Regions from separate parts of the Sus scrofa genome. Here region 2 is linked to region 1. A link is a contact called in public Hi-C data. All regions are on one chromosome and are shown on one strand. Each heading gives the region's core, a stretch centred on a gene start, on an enhancer-like site or on the middle of the called end of the contact. The rest is flanking DNA. Distances are from core to core; before and after follow the strand shown. Region 1 holds the start of PRELID2 (PRELI domain-containing protein 2). Region 2 holds the start of TCERG1 (transcription elongation regulator 1).

Region 1 (5,282 bases), core at 1,611-4,110:
TGATCCCCTAGGGACACCGGTGTTTGTTTGTTTTTCCTGTAAGAAGGAGAGGGTGGTGTTGTAGGGTCCCTTTACACAGGTAATAGCTTTGGCACTTAATCCCCACCCCATTCCTCATTCAGTATTCCTGGATAATGCAGCCCATAGGTTTAGTAAGGTGGGAATCAAGAATTAACTAATAGGTTTAGCAATTTGGTCATGACTGACCTTGATAACAGTAGGTTCAGAGGCCTGAACTTGTTGGAACAGGTTCAAGAGATTATAGGAGCAAAATGGAGCAGGGAATTGACACGGGGCTGGGGCTGGAAGAAGATAAGGGGTTAAGGCTGAACTTTTTTTGGGCATCAGCCTGCACCCTCAGCATATGGAGGTTCCCAGGCTAGGGGTCGAATCAGAGCTGTAGCTGCCAGCCTACCCCACAGCCACAGCAATGCCAGATCCAAGCCGTGTCTGCAACCGACACCACAGCTCACAGCAACGTCAGATCCTTAACCCACTGAGCAAGGCCAGGGATCGAACCTGCGTGCTCATGGATATTAGTCAGATTCATTTCCACAGAGCCACAGTGGGAACTCCTAAGGGTGGATTTTTTTGAAGAGGGATGAAATCACAAAATACTTGTATGCTGGTTGTAATGATTGAGTAGAGGCGAAACTGACGATATATGAAAGAGGGAGTAGCTATGGCTCAAGAGATGTCCTGGAACCAGAAAGAGGAAAGAAACTTTTAGGAGAGTGGTGGAGCTGTGGAGGAGGGAAGAGTTTTCCTTGACACTCTTAGGGTCCCGGCTGGATGTGAAAAGTAAACCGACCAGAACCAAACAAACAGAAAACAAAAAAACCCACCCCAACCCAAACCCAAACGAAAACAGATTAATGGGAGAAAAGGATACACACTTGCTTACTCCGAGTTTTGTAAGTGACACGGAAATGAAGACCTGAAGAAATGGTAAATCTAAGTGTTTTTATCCTGGGTTTGGTGAAGAGTGGGCAGTTGTGGAGAAAAGGGATAGGACGAAGGGTAAAAGAGGAAAATTAGGTAAAACCGGGGAATCTCGGCACGGCCTGTTTGTTCAGATTCTTCCCGGTGACCCTTCATCCCGGAGACGAACATGCTGCTTCCTCCAGGTGTAGAGTGGGCGCCGCTGGTCACGGGAGGAGATTCCGACTGACCTGCCTCAGGGGCGAAGGGCGAGGAGAAGCCAGAGAGATTTTCCTGCTTCGGCTGTTTTGACAAACTTCTTCAGCTTGAAATATCCTATATGCTAAGGTGCCATGTTTTGGGATATTGTGTTCTGAAACCCATCAGGTGGTTATTGAACACGGCTGTTATTAAACATTAAATTATGTAAATTTACTCAAACTAATTATAATTACTTAGTTGTCTTTTTAGGGCTGCACCCGTGGCATATGAAGGTTCTCAGGCTAGGGGTCGAATTGGAGCTGTAGCTGCTGGCCTACACCACAGCTCACGGCAATGTCAGATCCTTACTGACTGAGCAAAGCCAGGGATGGAACCCGCATCCTCATGGATACTAGTTGGATTTGTTTTCGCTGAGCCACGATGAGAACTCCTTTTTTTTTTTTTTTTGAAGGAGAGGTATTTGCTAACCAGCTGCAGCCCACATCTGGACTTGGTGGACCAAATTAAGTGCTAACAGTTCGTCCATGAGAACAGGAGAGAAGGCAGGGCATTTGACAGGTGGGCAGACAGATGTGGTATAGAGAGGTTTCCTATTTACCAGTGAGGATAAGGCTGGGGAGAAGGTGTTGGAGATTTGAAGTGAGAGGAGCTTGGGACAGTAAGTGGATTAGAGAAATGCAGTGTTTTTGTCTAAGCACCATGAAAAAGGCCCCTTGAGGTTAGTGATTATGAATGTAAAGAGAGGCCTAAGCTATCAGTTTGCCTCCAGGCTTTTTCACGGGCTTGGGTGAGGCAGTAAGTGGAGAACTAGCTGTATCCAAGGCTAGGGTTTTGCCAGCCAGGTATGACTGTGTGTCAGGGTAAGTAAGATTACGAAATTACAAATGTCAAAGCCACCACCCCGGAGACTTCCTCTTCATCCTAGCGAAAATCATGCCACCTATAACTTTGACCTGTTATCCTGCTTCTCCTCCTATTTGTGTGTATCGGGTGTTTAATCATCTGGCTCATCCATCCTCCATGACAACAGAGACTGTGCTTTGCTTACTGCTGGATCCAGAGCCTGTCAATCCAGCAGAGTGCTTGACACAGAGGAGGTGCTCAGGAAATAATATGTTAAAGAAGGTATCGGATTAACGGATTCACTCGCTTCCTCTTGTAAAATCTGTGCAGTGGAGTGAAGCACACTCAAAATCCCTTTCGTAGCCCTTTGTTCCTTGCTCCATCGTTTAACGCCATCGTGTTTAATGGGCATAGGCATTGCCTTACGGAGGCACGTGCAGATACCGCCAATTTTTAAGTCCTTGAGACCTAACCTAAACCTCAGAGGCAGCTGCCCGGTCCTGTGAGTAATGCAGTCATGGGCCTTTGTCACTTGAAACTCCCAACACGGAGGAGGGTCATAGAGAACAGTCCCTAAACTTGGAGGGAGGGTAGTTGATGTATTTAGTATTATTTTCTTTAGTGCTGCCAATAGCTGCTTAAGTAAGGCTCCAGGCGAGGTGATGACAGATGCCCCAGACGCAAGGTCCAAGAACTCGGGGCAGTTGCTGGAGGCTCGCCGGCGGAAACTTGGGTCCGCAGGCGTGGCCCGGGCGAGGGAGTGGCCATGGGCGTGGCGTGGCTGGGCCCCGGGGCGTGGGCGTGGCGTGGGCGGAGGTGGGGCGGGGCGGCCCCTGGCACCGCCAGCCAGCACTGACCCGGCCTCCGCGCCTCCCACGCCCGCCGCCCAGACTAGGACGCCAGCTGAAGGGGGCGGGGCGAGACGGACTGTCAGTTTCCCTGAGTGGACAATAAAGTTTCAGAAGTTTGAAAAAGGAGGAAAGAAACACCCCACGCCCCTTTGGCTGCTCCGGCGTGGACGCCTGCGGCCCTGCACGGGCAGATCTCCAGCGGCGGTGTGCGGGCGGAGGCGTGGTGGGCGCGCGGGGATGGGGGTCACCGTGGACGTGCACGAGGTGTTCAAGTATCCCTTCGAGCAGGTGGTCGCCAGCTTCCTCCGAAAGGTACTCGTCCTGCTCCGGTCCGGCCGGGGTTCGGGTTCTCTGGAGCTGCCCGGGGGCTCAGCCTTGTGCCCCCGAGGCTGCGGGCTCCCTCAGCTCCCCCTCTCCTCTGCTCTGCTCTGCTGCGCTCGCTCCAGCCGCAGGTTGCGCCTCTGGGATGTGCGGGGCGAGGGCGGGGGTGCCTTTTCTCGAAGGCTACCCCTCGAGGATCCCGGAAAAGTCTCCGTGCGCGGCCTCACGTTCACACCCTGCCCCACCTGGAGGGAGAGGCTTTGGGGGAGGGAGGCTCGGGGAGAACCGCAGTGCTGGAGCCGGGTTGAAATTGCACTTCACTCTCTAGAGCATCGTTGAAAGCTGGCGGGAGCCGCCGAAGCCTTCATCCCAGTTTACTCAGCTCTGTCGTGTTACCACCTCAGCACTTGGCTCTCGTTAAGCAGCTGTGGGCCTTGGGGTAGACTCCGTGCCTTAGTTTAGTTTTATAATATGTAAAATGGGAAGAACTAAAGTCCCAACTCAGGGGTTGTTGTGAAGATTCAAGCAAAGTATTCCTGTAAAGCTCTTATCACAGTAACTGATGCTACTTAGTTCTTTAAAAGGTTATTTTTTGTGTGATATAACTGCACACCTTGGGCCTCAATATTCAGTGGCCCTGTTTATCTCAAGGGCGCCTCCTGGGACTGTGGCTGGTAATGGTAGAATGGGAAATTTCTTGGTAGAATGAAAAGCACCCAGGCTTGCGAGACGGGACCCCTGGATTCACCTCTGGTTCTGCCTTTAGTTCACTGGATGACACCATTTAAGGGTCATCTCTCTCAGCTTCAATGTCTGCATCTAAGATGTGTGGGTTTAAAACAGTGCACAAAGTTGAGAGCTATGTTTTATTTGGCATACTTGCTGAGGATTTAAGCCCAGACACAGCATCCCAGAAGCTGAGGTTAGGGGGGAGCCAGGTTAGATTGGAGTTCAAACAAACCAGTTATTGGAATATCCAAAGAATACTGCTAATTAAAGACAACGAGCCATCTCAAGTTAAGGGATTTAGCACTTTTCTGTGTATGCGAAGATTGCGGGCTATGGGCTCACTGAAATTCCTTTGATATGTGCCTTAATGATCTGGAGCCAGTATCCTGTTTTTATCTGAACTAAATCCCCCCTGGGGACTGGGTTGTTGGGGGCTGCAGAGGTTGAAGAATTTATGGCCACAATATCCTTTGTTTACAGACATGGTGAGATGAGAGTGTTGTACCGGGAACTCTTCTTTCAGCTTTTACCTTCTTAAACAGGATTTGCAAGAATTGTAACTTGCCTTGGGCAGCCACCACTGGCCATGCTCCCCATCTGCCCCCTGGAAGCCAAATGGGGGAGTGGGGGGAGGAGATGCATTTTCTTAAGTGCTAAGACCTGACTTCTGGTTCCTGTCCTGGCTCAGTGGTTAACGAACCCTACTCGCATCTATGAGGAACGAGGGTTCCATCCCTGGCCTCGCTCAGTGGGTTAAGGATCCGGCATTGCCGTGAGCTGTGGTGTAGGTCGCAGATGTGGCTCGGGTCCTAAGTTGCTGTGGCTGTGGTGTAGGCCAGCAGCTACAGCTCCACTTCGACCCCTAGCCTGGGAACCTCCCTATGCTGCAGGTGTGGCCCTAAAAAGACATAAAAGAAAAAAAAAAAAAAAAAAAAAGACCTGACTTCCTGTTAGAGGAGGGAATGCAGTTGCAGTTGGGCGCCCAGGTCACAAAGGAGTGAGTAGGACTGGGCCTTTTTGGAGGGGACTGTCACCTTGCTGATATTGTTAATTGATCCACTGGGTCCAGAGGAGTACCTGGCACCTGCTGGGTGCTCAGTACAGATCTGATGAATGATGAATGAATAACTGAATGAAAACGTGAATTACAGATCTGATGGAGACTTTGTCTTGGGCCAGGCCTCTGAACCCAGAAGAGAACCAGCCAACACCGTGTTTTTTGTTAGGACCAGCCCTTCGGAGTGTGGACCCTCCAGTGCCACTGTTCCTTGGGAACACCTTTCTTGGTTGTCCTTGTTAGAGCTGGAGGGACACTTTGGGCCTTATTGTTGGATAGTTACTTCTGCATGTGTCTTTTCCCTCTGTAGACTCGAAGCTTCTTTGGAGTAGCTATCA
Region 2 (5,282 bases), core at 767-3,266, 600 kb before region 1:
CCTTATTTGATGTGCTTAGTTTACAATTTACATCAATCTTAATTAGCATGAAAGGTCCTTGGGGACAAAGGTTTTTTTTGTCAGGTTCAAGACTCTACTGCCAGCACCTGGCTCAGTGACTCTCACACTGCACACACTTAATAAATGCAGGTGTGAGCGGTGAGCCATCTCTAAACCTCCTAGATACAGTTATTTATATACCCACTGAACCCCTTATCCATCAGACTCCGTGATGGTGAAACGCCACAAAACACATTCAGGACACAAACACAAAAACTGAGCCCCAATTTCTGCCGTGGAGAACAACTAATTTCTCTTAAACCACGGGGTGCTAAACTGAAGGTCCGTACAACGTGCTCTGGGAGGACTTCCAATCCAAGAGGCTAAGGTGTGGAACACCTACAACACAACATCTCATTTAAAGCCTGCACAACGTCTGGACTACTATTAATAAAGTCTAGAAGGCTACTCCTTGTAAAGCTGACGAGGAATACTCTCTAAAATGCAAACTAATGTTCCCAAATAATCCCTTAAGACCAGCTCAAGGAACCTTCTGGAGATGAGAATCAGAAATAATCCTTCCACCCTAACACTGCGCGACCCTGACAAGGCAGTGCGATCACCCATGACTCAAGTGTACACACGGGGTTTAAAGGATTTAAGAGTCTTCCAAGAAGTAAGACTGTATTCCTGCCAGAGTTAACAATTTCTGACAACTCAGAATCTCAAAGACAAGATTTTCCTCCCTGAAATCTTAACAATACCCATTTTCCTTACATAATTCCATCTGGAGCTCTGGACCATGCTAGAGTCCTCCCAACTTACTCTGCTCTTTTTCATTCCCAAACGCTGACAATGGCACAATTCAGAACGGGAGGGGAACGGCTCGCACGACCTTTTCCCGTGGTGGGGAGGGAAGGACCAGACAGAAAACTCAGGACCTCATTTTCCTTAAACCCCACTCATCGTACCCCCGGGACACTGGGACCAAATGTTAACGACAAATTCCACAGGCGGTGAGAAAGCAGGGCGAGGAAGGTCACTGCCCTGCTTGGGGCGACGGCGCGAGCAGACCCAGCGCGAGGAGGAGGAGGAGGACTGCAGGCTCCGAGCCCGGCGGCCCGGGTCCCGGCCAGTTCCCGGGGCCACCATCCCACCAAAGCGACGCGGTTCTACTTCCCCACCTGCAGGCGGCTCCGGGTCCTCGCCTGCCGCGGGGCACTCACTTAACCGAAGACGGCTCAGCTCTGGGGCCTGGGACACGGGATCAGCACCCCCTCCCCGGGGGCGGGCGTGAGGGTCGCGGGGACCCCCAGGAGGGGCTCCCGGGCCCACGGAGGCGCCCGGCAAACGGCTCCCGCTATTGTTACCAGGCACGAACGCGGGACGAGGAACCGGGGCGAAAAGGCAGGCAGGCCGCACGAAGTCCAGGCCGAGCCGGCGAGGCGGGGCAGTGGGGAGCGGGCAAACGGGGACCGCGCGGGCCGCGGCCGGCGGGGACAGGGCGCAGCGGGGCGCGGCGGCGCGGGGCCTCGGGGAGGACACCCGGGCCCGCGGCCGCGCCGAGCCCGAGGAGGGCGGAGGTCGCCGCGGCGGAGGCGGCGGCGGCGGCCCGCGCCCGAGGCGGGGCCCCGAAGCGCGAAGGCCGGACCCGGCCCGCGGGCCGCGGGCCGCGAGGGGCGCGGGGCCCCGCGAAGCGCGCAGGGAGCGCCCCGGGGACGCGCAGGAGGCCGCGGCCCAGCCCCGGCCCGGCTCATTCAAGCCGCCTTCCCCTTCCCCCTCACCCCATGCGGTCCTGGCTCGCAGCCGCCGCGGCTCCCCGGCCCCCCTCCACCCGGCTCTCCGCGCGGCACGCCCAGCCCCGGGGCCGCCGGAGCGCCGAGATGCGAGGGAGAGCGGGGCCCCTTACCTGAGCTCCCCCGGGTTGAACCGCTCACCGTCCCCCCCGTCCCCGCCACGCTCCGCCATTACAGAGGGCCGCGTTCACCCACCCGCCGCCTCAGCGTCTCCTATTGGCCTGACGGATCGTCAATCCCGCGTGAGGGAGGCGGAGAGAGCAGAGATCTGTGAAATGATTGGTCAAACTTCCCATCCATCCTCGCGCTAAGGGTGGTATCTGCCTTATGATTGGTGAAAGGGCCCGCCGACTTTGAAAGCGGTATGGAGACAGCCAGTTGATTGGTCGCTCGAAGGCCTTACGGGAAACGAGACTTTAGCAACGAGGAACCGCCGGCGCCCTCTCGCGGTAAGCAAAACTAGGTCCTCCCACCCACTGCTCAGCCTGCGGTGGCCACGTGTCTGCCCGCTTCCTGGAAAGCCAATTGTGGAGCCATGTTGGCCTCAAACCGGCAGTACTGGCTCAGGCCGAGACGATTTCCACCCCGTGAGCCAATGAGAAATCGACCTGGATCACCCGTAAACCAATCACAGAGTTGCTGTGGAATTGAGCCCTTCCCAGCTTTTCAGAATCAGGAGTCTTAAGGCGCCACCAGATTATATCTGTTATTAAATAATGCTTTCGTCGTATACAGCAGAAATTGGCACAACATCGTAAGTCAACTATACTTAAAAAGAGAATACCTCTTAGGTTGTTTTAAATAATTAGTTGCTATAAGTTGCTGTATTAAGTTGGAGGAAGAAAACTTCTTGGCAATTTACAGTTTAAAACATCTGTCCTTCAATTTCGAAACACATTTGTCCGAAATTAGCATATCCTAATACCCAGAAGGAATTCTGAATTTTTTTTTAATTAAAAAAAAAAAAAAAAACTTTAGGTACTGGGGGAGTTCCTACTGTGGCACAATGGGATCAGTGCTATGGTGGGAGTGCTGGGACACAGGGTCCATCAGCCCAGTGGGTTAAGGATCCAGCCATGCTGCAGCTGCCACTTCAGCAGTGATTGCAGCTCGGATATAATCCCTGGCCCAGAACTCCATATGCAGCAGGGAGGCCCAAAAAAAAGGAAAAAAAAAAAAGACTTTAGGTACTGGGGTTTCAAAGGCACAATGAAGAGGAACTCTGCCGTTACGGCGCTCAAAACAATAAACTAATAAAATATTAAACTAATGTATTACTCAGACCTAACCATTCATACCAAGCACTGTTCTAATTACTACCCACGTATTGTCTGTTTTAGGACTCATAAAAAGGCCTCCTAATAGGAGGGTACTATGAATAGCCAGTTTGTAGATGAGACTGAGGCCAGAGAAGTTAAAGAACTTGTTCAAATTACACAGCTAATAACTGACACAGCCTACCCTTAAACCCAAGACCGTTCGGCAGAGAAGCCCCGTTACTAAACACCATGATCCAAGAAAGTTGAAAACATCATTGCAGAAGTTCCAGGGGTGCGGAACTCAGTGGGTTAAGGATCTGGTGCTGTCCTTGCAGTGGCTCAGGTCGCTGCTGTGGCACAGGTTTGATCCCTGGCCTGGGAACTTCCACATTCCAATTTTTTGGGTGCTGCCAAAAAAAATTTTTTTATTTTAAAAAAAGAAAACATACATGTACACAAAAACTTGTACACAAATATTCATAGCAGTATTATTCATAATAGCCAAAATGTCCAAACAGCTGATGAATTGATTTAAAAATATGGTGTCATCTATACAAAGGAATATTATTCAGCCATAAAAAAGGAATTTAAGTACTGACATATGCTACAATAGGATGAACCTTGAGTACATTATTCTAGGTGAAAGAAGCCAAATATCAAAGGCTAAATATTATATGAGTCCATTGAATGAAATGTCCAGAATAGGCAAATCCATAGAGACAGAAAGTACATTTCCAGGAGGCAGGGACTGCTAATGGATATAGGATTTCTTTTTGGATGGCGCAAATGTTCTGAAATTAAATAGTAGTGATGATTGCACAATTTGGTGAATATACTAAAACCTACTGAATTATACACTTTAAAGGGTGAGTTTTATTATGTGTGAATTACAGAATATGCTATACTGAATTCAGTTAGGTATGATAAAATGTGATAAGGGTCAAACAGTTCTAATCATGCTCATCTATAGCAAGAAACTATGGTTAAAATTTCACTTAATATGTGACATTTGAACAAATTGAAGTATGAATGAGAGTGGATGCGTAGATCCCTTTTTAAACATCAGCATGCATCTCCAAGTCCCAGCAAATTATTCCAAAAATAACACTGGTATACACAGCTCAAGATAGACTAATCCCAATTGTTGGGGGGAAAAAAAATCCCTCAAAATGGATACCATGGGAGTTCCCATTGTGACTCAGTGGGTTTAAGAATCTGACTAGTGCAATTCCCATCGTGGCACAGTGGAAATGAATCTGACTAGGAATCACAAGGATGCACGTTCAATACCTGGCCTCACTTGGTGGGTTAAGGATCTGATGTTGCCATGAGCTGTCGTGTAGGTCACACACATGGCCGGATCTGCTGTTGATGTGGCTGTGGTGTAGGCCACAGCTGCAGCACTGATTTGACCCCTAGCCCAGGAACCTCCATATGTGGCCCTAAAAAAGCAGAAAAAAAGGCTACCTATGGAAAGCTAATCATGAGTGTTTAAGAGAAGGTGAAAACAAACCGTCAGTTTGAATTGAATGAATGAAGGAAACTCTTTCCAAGGCAGATACATATACATATGTTTATCACATGTATTAGATAGAGAGAGAGATGGATAATTAGACAGAAATTCATTTCACTGCATCACTGCTGTAGTTTATTCACATAACCATGTCCTTGAAATTCAGGTATTTTGTACTCAGTGGTTCTATAAAAACATACTTCAAATAGCCGGTATGAGTTGTGTCTTCAGTGAATGATTTTATTAAATTACCGTGAAAAAGAATTAAAGAGATTCAGTGAATCTTTTAAAAAACCAAATAGACTTTCTATTTGGTTTTTTAAAAGATTGATAACTCTTGGGAGTTCCCATTGTGGCTCACTGGTAATGAACCTGACTAGTATCCATGAGGTCTCAGGGTCAATCCCTGGCCTTGCTCAGGTGGGTTAAGGATCCGGCGTTGCCGTGAGGGGTGGTGTAGTTCGCAGACACAGCTTGGATCTGGTATTGCTGTAGCTGTGGTGTAAGCTGGCTTCTGCAGCTCTGATTCGACCCCTAGCCTGGGAACTTCCATGTGCCGCAGGTGCAGCCCTAAAGAAAAAAGAAAAGAAAAAACTGGGACAAAGAGAAGTTAGGTAACTAAGAAATTTACTAAGCTGTCTCATATAGTAACTTCAATGTCCAACTGAATACAGACTCCAAGAGAGAGCTAATGCGTTCCATGTTTTTTAATCA

The links. Hi-C and Micro-C count contacts between places; a contact is called where the count stands out from the background.
Region 2: a Hi-C map of heart right ventricle shows a contact between it and region 1, with 4 times the contacts expected there. The contact joins the promoter of TCERG1 here to the promoter of PRELID2 in region 1. A contact is called at or near these places in 1 of 5 promoter capture datasets (fetal liver) and 2 of 47 Hi-C or Micro-C datasets (embryonic fibroblasts and heart right ventricle).

The regions. Positions count from the first base shown.
Region 1 is chr2:147,189,306-147,194,587 of Sscrofa11.1, reverse strand. It overlaps PRELID2 (PRELI domain-containing protein 2), which reads left to right and starts at 2,860. Exons shown (of 9, transcript XR_002341969.1): 1 at 2,860-3,149.
Region 2 is chr2:147,785,959-147,791,240 of Sscrofa11.1, reverse strand. It overlaps TCERG1 (transcription elongation regulator 1), which reads right to left and starts at 2,016. Exons shown (of 23, transcript XM_003354339.5): 1 at 1,910-2,016. The coding sequence starts at 1,968.